Linked DNA regions of Ovis aries: region 1 is linked to region 2. Evidence: chromatin contacts called from public Hi-C data. All regions are on one chromosome and are shown on one strand. Each heading gives the region's core, a stretch centred on a gene start, on an enhancer-like site or on the middle of the called end of the contact. The rest is flanking DNA. Distances are from core to core; before and after follow the strand shown. Region 1 has its middle 220 kb from the start of PLK2. Region 2 holds the start of PLK2 (polo like kinase 2).

Evidence for each region. Hi-C and Micro-C count contacts between places; a contact is called where the count stands out from the background.
Region 1: a contact with region 2 is called in a Hi-C map of tail adipose tissue, with 5 times the contacts expected there. The contact joins the enhancer-like site here to the promoter of PLK2 in region 2. A contact is called at or near these places in 2 of 16 Hi-C or Micro-C datasets (mesenteric adipose tissue and tail adipose tissue).

The regions. Positions count from the first base shown.
Region 1 is chr16:21,259,608-21,264,636 of ARS-UI_Ramb_v3.0, reverse strand. No RefSeq gene overlaps it. Among named protein-coding and RNA genes, the nearest start is that of PLK2, 220 kb to the right of the region's middle. Within about 2 kb of position 3,391, at least 5 of the 54 cell types and tissues checked have an H3K27ac peak or open chromatin away from gene starts, as enhancers often do.
Region 2 is chr16:21,040,241-21,044,988 of ARS-UI_Ramb_v3.0, reverse strand. It overlaps PLK2 (polo like kinase 2), which reads right to left and starts at 2,625. Exons shown (of 14, transcript XM_004016964.6): 1 at 2,226-2,625; 2 at 1,492-1,599; 3 at 1,232-1,348; 4 at 904-1,033; 5 at 585-672; 6 at 36-131. The coding sequence starts at 2,495.

The DNA of each region.
Region 1 (5,029 bases), core at 2,142-4,641, 220 kb before region 2:
GGTGTCCCTGGGTCTGAGATCCTCCCACACTGCTGCTCTTTCAAGGAAGAGCAGGATTTGCCCCAGCCCTGCCTCTGCCGGGCCAGCGCAGGATGGTGAGGGGGGCCCCACCCTCTGACCTTATCAGCTGCCTTCAACCTGGGAGAATGGTTAGTCCCAGTCCCATTGTTCAGTACTTCCTGATCCTACTGGTTCCCTCTGACTCACCAAACATGAAATCATAGCTAAGGAAGCTTCAAAGGGACTTCGGGAAACCCTTGACCCACACAGCTTAGATGACAAACTGGTGTCAACCGCAACAAGGCTATAAACAAAATCATGGATGTCTAGCAACAGCTTCACTATGTAAAGACCTGCCCCCTCCCCCACCAAATAAAGTTGAGGTTCCTTAGGCTGCTTCCCCAAGCCTTTCAGTCTAGACCCAACCATTTCTTCAATCTGTACAAATATTGTGCACCAACAATAACACAGTCCTCAGAGTTCTCTGTATGCTTGCTTTTGTTTCCTTCAAATTTATGATGTCACTTGTCTAGCTTGCCTTCATCTCCCTGCTCCACCTGATGGAGCCTTCTTCTCCTGTGAAACCAGCTGAGATGCCAAGTGCTCTGTGAAGCCTTTCCAGAGAACCCCGGGTAAGGTTAGGCATGGCTTATCTCTTACTAGCAGTTCATATTGCCATCAAAATGCTTATTATCATTCATGGTTGACATGTTTTTCTCTGCCACCAGCTTTCAGACTCCTTAAGGGAACGGTTTTTGTTTTATTTATCTCTGGATCCCAAGAATTTTCTGGTCCCTGAGGCTCAAAGTTTGTTTAATAAATGAATAAATTCTGGCTTCTGCCTCAAGGCAGAGTCATCTTTAACAGGAGAGTGTGCTGTGGAGTGAAGGAGGAGGGTGCATCCTGCGAGAACAGTCAACTTGAACCAAACTAGAAAGGTTCAGGGTGGGGCCCAGAGTGTACCTAATTAGTGAGATAGGCCAAGAGCAAATTCCAGTTCATTGCACTTTCCATTAATTGTGCTCATAAAATTTAAATAATATGGAAGAAGTGGAAGTTGCTGTCTTCTCAGTAGATGTTTTGTTTCTGTGGTAAATTTTGGAGGAAGAATCAGGTGATAAAATGATCTGGTCAGCTGAGGAGTCACCCAGGCCCAAGATGAGAGGACAGCTTCTAGTAGGCCACGACTGAAATTGGAAAACAAAGCGAACCAAAGACCTAGGACTCCTTCATCCACCTAGGTCTCCTTAATCCACCTAGGTCAGCTCCAGAGCAAGGAAAGAACAACCAGAAGAATTCTTCTCTAACAACCACATGCACCTTTTAAGATGCTGCAGAACTGCACCCGGAAAAGGTGAGGAGGAAGGGAAGGTGTGTTATTTAAAGTAATCAACTTGGCTGCCAGAAGAAACACTGCCTAAATCTCAGTGGCTTAGCATAGTCACATTGCCGTTTCCCCTCACGTCAAGAAAGGAGACGTGGGAGAAGTCAATGTCCACTTGGCAGCTCATGGCAGATAAAGGGAAAATTTTTTAGAGCACAGACCTGGAAATGTCACACGTCAGTCCTCTCTCATTCATTGTCTACACACCAAGTCACTTCAGTCGTGTCTGACTCATGGTAACCCCATGGACTGCAGGCCCCCAGGTCCCCCTGTCCATGGGATTCTCCAGGCAGGAATACTGGAATGTGTTGCCATTTCATTCTCCAGGGCATCTTCTGGGCCCTGGGATCAAACCCACATCTCTTACGTCTCCTGAATTGGCAGGCATGTTCTTTACCACTAGTACCACCTGGGGAGGCCTATTCATTGTTTAGAAAGCAGTAAGAAAGACTTCTCCATCAGCAACAGGACTGGTTAGTGTAATTTAGCTATTTCTAAAAAGAAAAAATACAAGTGAAAAATACTCTGTGATATCACTTGTGTGTGGAATCTAAAATACACAAAAAACAAGGGAATATAACAAAAATGAAGCAGACTCACAGATTTGGAGAACAAACTAGTGGCTGCCAGTGTGTGTGTGTGGAGAGGGGTGGTAATCTAAGCATGGGGGAATGTGAGGTACAAATTGCTGGGTGAAAGATAGGCTCGAGGATGTATTGTGCAACATGGGGAATATAGCCAATATTTTGTAATAATTGCAAATGGAAAGTAATCTTTAAAAGCTGTATAAAAATCACCATGATGTTTACTTTAAATATCTTACAATTTTGTCAATTAATTCTCAATAAAGCTAAAAAAAATTTTAAGTAAAAGACAATTTTAAAAATTAAAATATACTCCTAGTTAAAAAAGAGAAAAAGCAAAAATTCCCTAGCAGAAGGAAAGTAAAATAATCAAAAAGAAAAAGGGAAGGGCAAAATCAAAATAAAGGGTGACGTTTGGAAGGCACTCAGGAGAAGTCTGTGCTCTCTGGGTTTCTCTTACATAGAGCATCCCTTACCTTAGACCATCATATGGCTGAAGAATCGAGCATATATGTAAATATGGAACATATGCATAAAGATGTGTACACATATACATATGTTTCATTCTTCAGCTGTATGTGACTGTGTGTGTATATGTATATACATAAAGCAGAGATGGGGTCCAGAGTGTGAAAAAGAACAGAAGATATTTAAAAGCATATATTAAAAATATATTTATATCAGCTATATTCTCTCATTTCAGCAAATTCTGGTTTCTTGTGATATTCAAATCATTTGGGCCTTGAACTGGATACACATCCCCAAACACATCATTTTCCTCCATTGCTCTTTGTACTACTGTGTATGGGGTCTCACAGAGTCGGACACAACGGAAGTAAATTAGCAGCAGCAGCAACTGTGTTTTCTGACTATTCCAGTTAGAAAGCAAAATAGTAGTTCTAATGTGTTCATCCTGCCTCTTTACCTTTTTCCCCTTATCTTTCAGTCAAATGTTGGTATTTTTTTTAAGATCTAGCTAAGTGCTCTCAGCAACTTGTGCTTTGTACTCAAGCACTTTTGAATGTTAATTGTTTTGTCTGCTTGTTTACCCTGCTCCACATTTTCCCTCAAGACCAGCTCATCCTGCATAGAGCTCTTGGCAGACGAGTGAGCATGCCTATGTAAATTACTGGCTGAACAGAGAAATTTTGGAGTGAAAGGGTGAAGTATTAATAGTTCTATGAAACAGTAGGGTGAAACCAGGCCTATCCCTACAAAATAGGGACATCTATGCTCTATGAAAATATGTTGAATGAGAATAGAAGCTCTATTCTAACTAGCTTTTTTTTTTTTCTTTTTTGGCCTGATATTGCCTTGTCTGGTATTCCCATTACTCAGAACCATATCTGGCATAAACTTTGTGTGCAATAGAAATTTGTTGGCTAGATGAAGGAACAGGAGCAAAAAGATGAGGCAGTTCTATAGGTCCTCGTCTAAAAACCCTTGTACCAGTTTTTTTCTTATATTTTCACCCAATATGTTCCTTCAATAGCTTTGCCCATACTGTTTGTCCATACCTCTCTCAAGACACATCCCTTCTGATGCAACGTGGTGCTAAATCCTCAATTTGTTAAATAGGGAACTAAACTGCAACAGAGACCAAGTTATTTTGATTCAGGGGTTTCATCAAAGTGATTCAGGCATCTTCACGTTGGGTTTGAGTCCTCAGCCCAAGAGCCTTCTTTCAACCATCCTAACATATTTCCCCTCCTAGACTGTGGGAGCTGTGGGAAGCAGAATAATTCTTGCTCCCATTAGCAGCTGTGTTAAGAGGGACAATGAGTGGGGGATGTGTGAGGCCATTACAATCAGAGGAAGAAGTGGAGAGGCTGATGGAGTTGGGAAAGACTTTACTCATTAACTGGGTCATCAGCCTAAAGAACTGACTGTCAGAAATGAGAGATTGTGTGTTTGGGGGAATGGGTTGGTGAGGGTAAAAATGAGCTACTTTAGACTTTTTGGGAAGCACAGTAGAGGGATCAGGGAAGCAACTCTAGAAACATGGAGTGGATTATTTCTTAGACCAGGGTCAGGAAGGTCCCAGGGCTGAAGCTACCAGCCCCAGCAGGAAACCCCTCCTGAGAAGCGCACATCCTCCTCTCTTGGGCAGTTGTGACGCAGCAGGTGATCTTCGATGCCCTAATTAGCACTCTTGGTGTGACAAGGGTGGCTCCCATTCTGAAGTTTCCTTTCTGTGTTGTTTTACAGAAGATTTCACGGGAAAGGACCGCAAACTCAGTTCCTCTTCCATTTTGTTGAAGATCAGCACGTTACAATTGTTCAGAAGCAAAATTTCATAAGCTTGGCTGTGGAATAGTTGTGATGCAAAAACAATCACAAAAGGCTTAGCCTTGCTGCTTTATTGACACAGCCTTCCTGTCCCCACATCTTGCTTCCTGTCAGGAAAGTGGGACGTGTTGGATGATTTCCCAGCTTCTCTTTGGAGAGGAAGTCTACAGGTTTTCCACCAACCAGCCCCCGCCAATCTGCGCTCCCCAGGAACACCTGCAGCTAAAGGCTATGCCCATTCTCTTTTGTGCGCTTACAGCTATCAAAATAAATGAGCCATCTTGGCTGGGAAATCACATCTCTTTCCAGAGTAACCTCACTCTCCACATGTGCACAAAGATGCATATGCCCTGATGGTAAGCGCTTTGCCTATGACTAGAATTATAATTCAGGCATTCTGCATATAAAACCAACATCAATACATGCCTCTATACAGCTTCTAAAAGACCACATGTACCAGCAGCTTTTCCCTAATGCAGACCATTTCTTCCACACAGAGTAAATTCTTAAGCCCGCATCATAATGAAACACAAGGGACTTTCCCACCTCCTCTGCTCAGATGTCTCATTAATACAATACTAATAATTCTTGCTGAGTATAAGTCCTTTTCTCACTCACTCATTCACTCCCATTCCGAACACCTGTCTTGGGAGCCAGCATTCTCCTCGCCCCTCTGCTGATCCACCAGGACTCTAAAGTTTGTTCAGATACCCTGGGATCTTAAGACAACTTTATGTTCAGCTTAAGGGCTGACTCGGGGATCAAGACTGTG
Region 2 (4,748 bases), core at 1,376-3,875:
ATTTGACTTTTTATTATTTTGGTACATTTACTTACATTACACAGCCTAAGGCCCAAATGTCTGATTCACAGCCATGTCCTTGTTTGTTGAGGACTTCAGGAGAAAGATAATTTGGGGTACCACATATCGTCCTGGGAAAACAAAATACGAAGATTTCACTAGGAACTCTCCTCTTGTTTAAACTTAGTTCTCTGGGTAAGCTACGCTGAATTTCTATTTGAAAACATTTAACTTTTGGCGTATGAACAATTGACATTTCACCAAACGACTTGGTAATTTTTTTTTTAATGCATGTACAATTGTTTTCAGCCACATGACAAAGTGCTTTAAGCCAACTGAGACCAGGTACAGCAGGACACTTTTATACATTTCAGGCAAATAAAAGATTTGTTTCATAATCAACTTATGGCTGAAGATACTCTGCCTAGGCTATAGTGGCACTGAGTAAGTATTTCCTTCAATTAACATTGTAGCAGTTTATAGATTTTAATATCAACTAACCTATGAAACATTAATTGGAAGATAAAAAGGGCATGTTTGATCTCCACAAAACCCTAGTTAAGATGTATTCTTGTGACTCTTACCTTCTCCTGTGTTCCAAGGGTTCCAGCCTGGCTGCCAAACCAAAGTCCCCAACTTTTAGTTCCATGGCTTCATTGATAAAAAAGTTCCCTGGAGGACAACAACAAAAAAGTCTGAATTCTCTTGAAAAAATATTCTAACCAAGTACACACACATCCATCCACTCGAGAGGCAGGCAGCCAGCTGCTTAACAGGCGAGCCATCATTCAGAAGCAACACTGCATTGGCTAGATCCCAACTAAGAACATTAACTATGTAAGAAAAGGGAAAGAGAGCATGCACCTCTGATACGAAAGTCAGGGTTTGGAATGAAAGGCTCACCAAGTTTGAGATCTCTATGCAAGATTTCTTGTTCGTGAAGGTACTTTAGTCCAGACACGATCTGCCTGAGGTAATATCGGACTTCTGGCTCTGTCAACACCTTCCTTGCTTTCAAGATATGAGCCATGGACTGGGAGGAGGAGAAGGGAAAAAGAGAATCTGTCAAATAAAGTTGCCAGCATCAGTAGTTTCCTTATGCAGGAGGAGCGATGAAAGGTAATGCTGCCATATTATAATTATGTCCACAATCAAATTGCCAGATAAAGTGCAATTTGAATGCCAGGTCAGTGTGCAGGAAGAACATGCACTCAGATGAGTGAAGACTTACCCTTCTACTGCAATATTCCAAAAGAATGTAAATGTTTTCTTTGTCCTCGAAGTAGTGGTAAAACTGCACGACGTGCTTGTGATGGAGAATTCTGTGAAGCTCTATTTCTTTGTCAATCTAAAACGAAAAGCAAGATCAGTCTTATTAGCCTCCTTCACCTCTGCAAAGCCAGCTGCTTACACATGCAGAAGACATGTTCCTAACAGGGAAGGGCCATCTCTGCACACAAAGAAAATATTTTACTCAACAGTCATACACACCTTTTCCCTTTGATGAGGTTTGGCTACTCTGCTGTGAGGAATAATTTTTGCAGCATAGACTTTGTTGTTAGTCAAATCTGTCATCTCGTAGCATTTTGCAAAGCCACCCTGAAAGGAAACAAAGCCAAGAGGGAATTGAGTATGGCAGGAACATGGACGGCAGATTTTTTTTTAAACAAATAAACGAGAAAGATAAGCAAAAATATGAGGAAGGGTGGACAGAGGGACGCGGTCTACTTTTTCAAAAGCTCCTTCACGAAGGGAAAGCACTCCTAACAACAGTTAAGTTAAACCGGTGCCCCTTCTCCTTTTACAAATAGGAGCTTTACGGAGCGGGGCTGGGGGTCGGGGAGATGAGAAATAGGATCTGAAGAGATGTGCAAGGAAATCCTCTGGGGTGGGGGTGGGGAGGCATCTGGAGGGCTAGGTGTGGTGTAGAAAACCCTCGCTTCTGGCCTCAAGATCAATGTCTTGGGGCTCGTGGAGGAGGCAGACAGCCGCGGTCAAGGATGGAGAACGCGACCCCCGCGCTGTCAGTGCACAAAAGCCAAAGGAGGGCAGGTAACCACCCCACGCCGCGCCGAGCTCCGATTACCGAGACCTCGAGAAACGGCGGGGGAGCGGGGACTCCAGGTCCGGCCCGGCCCGGCCCGCGGGGTAGGGGGTGGAGGGCGGGGGAAACGCCCGGGCAGACCTCCCTCCCGCCTGGCAGCTGGGCGCCCGCCGCTCGTCACCTTTCCCAGCACTTTGCCGCGGCAGTAGCGCTTCCCCGTCGTGGGGTCGATGATAATCCGCGAAATCTCGGCCCCCGAGTGCGAGTGGTGGTGATGATGGTGCGGGACCGCCGGCTGCACCTGCGCCGGGGTCTGCGGCGGCTGCGGCTCCTCGGGGGACGGCTGCGGCCGCTTCTTCTTCGAGTCCCCGCCGCAAGCCTTGCCCAGAGCCTGCTCGCACATCTTGGTGCTGGCGGCAGGCTGGTAGGTGATAGTCCGTAAGAGCTCCATGGTCGCCTCGTCGCCTAACTACCGGCCACCACCTCCGAGGCGCGGACACACGACCGAGCCGGCCTCTGCCCTCGAGCTCCGCCCCGCCACCGCTGCCAACCTCCCGCGCCCGACGCCTCGGTCCACTTGTGAGAGTGCGAGCGCCGGGCGAAGTCTTATATATGGGCGGAGAAGGGGGCGGAGAATCGACACGGAACGCGACGTCACGGGCAACGCCCCGCCCACCGGCCTCTAGAGCGCGCGGGGCCAGGCGAGAGGTCGTTAAGGGCCGCTGGGTTTCCGCTCGCGAGGAACGTGCGACAGCGGGAGGTCTGGCCGCGGGGAAGCGCCCCCCGCGATGAGGAGGCGGACACAGGCGTCCGGCCGTCCTCGTGACCAGCACCCCGTTCTTGGAATGTTCGAACTTCTAGGTTTGATGTAGAAACCCGGGGGCCGACGCCTCGGCCCCACCCGGTGGCCCGCGGCGCTGCGGTCATCGCAGGTTCCCTCCCTCGCAAAGCCCTTGCTGACCGCCCCGCAACCTGACGCCTCCGGTGTCATGGGGTGACTGTGGCCAGAGTCCACTGCACAGGCACGTGAGGCTTCCCCCGGGCCACCGGGCTGCCGCGGACCCCGCTCTTTTACCCTACCAGCTCCTGTCTAGAGGGTCCCTCCGGGGAGGCCGTGCCCCTGAAAGGCAGGGATTCCCGGAGCAGGGTCTTCGGAGCTCCTCGCTGCTTCTGAACGAGGCAGACTTCGGCTCAGGCCGGTCGGCTAACCATGGCCAAGTCCCACTTAGTGCCCATCACCCTAGATCAAGCCTTTATCCGAAGTCAGGCTCTTAACCTTGGCGAGGGAGGCAGTTGCCTGGGAAAGGCTTCGCCTTCAGTATGTCCGAAGACTGGGAGCAAAGGCGCCATCTCGTGGAATGTGCCAGAAGCGCAGTTAGCGGTTGGAGTGGGCCGCCTTATGGGCTTGCTTTGACAATAAGTAGTGTAATCCGGCTCCTGGTGCTGATTATGGTTTTACAGTCGAGACCATCTATCTCTTCTTCCGAAGGGGTTATGCAGACTGCGTCGTTTAAATGGCTCATTAAGCCACGAGGTTGCTCTGGTGCTGAAAGAGGCAGTCTTAGGCCTTCCAAATGGAGGGAATTGGAGCATGAGGGAGGAACATAGCCTAGTGAGTTAAAACATGGCTGTTTCCTGTTTCCAGATTTTACAATTCAGATGTGCCTACCTAGGAACACCATTGTTTCTTGCTCTAATGACAATAGTATTTTTATGTGCAGGACACCATATTTAGTGTTTTCAAATGCCTTATTTAATTCTGCATCCATTTTAAGTAGAAAATACTGTTATTCCCATTTTACAGATGACGAATCTGGTGTTTAAAGAATTTGTAACTTCTTATATAGTCTCTCTGTATAAGTATTTAGATCATCCAAGTTATGTTAATGATCAGTAGGCAAATTTTTAAATCTAAGATAAGATATATTTCACAATATTTCAATACTAATTTCCAGATCTATATAGAACATCAGGTTACTAACCCCCTGGAAAGTGTTTAGAAAAGGGTTGGCTCAAGTCCAGATACCATCAAGGAGTATTCTTGCCTGGGAAATCCTGTGGATAGAGGAGCTTGCTGGGCTACACAGTTCATGGGGTCGCAAAAGAGTCCAATGGGACTTCGCAACTAAAACAACAACAATGCATGTTATCAGTGACTTAGGTATGCATGGTTTCAAAGACTGTCTCAAGTCCTTCCCACATAGTGTAGAAAGGAGTGTCACTGGCATTACAAAGTAGAAAGAGAAAGTCTTCTATGACTCTTCCTTTTTGATTCTGTAAACAGGGCAAGCCCAGGCATGTTTCTTGTAAAAGTGAACTTTACCCCCAGATTGTCAGGGCAGGGGTGGACCTAGAGGTAGACATGAAGACTTATGTAATCTTCCTCTTTAAAGTTAAACCTAGGGGTGACCTTTGCCCCCCAGATTTAGGCAGAGTTGTTTACTAGCCTATAGTAGGCTTGCTGGTTTAGAAATTACTACCTGAATTTCCAGAGCTAATTTTACACCACGTGTATTTTATCTGCTGATAATGAACTTTTAAATCTAGTTTGTTTATGACTTTTTATGATAAAAGGACTGTGAAGAATAATCATGATATTTTTATTATTTCCATTCTTTGATTATCATATATTATTGTATATCTCTTTACCAAATTTACTTAAGCATTTGATGTACTGTTTGTTGAACATGCCATAGGAAATACA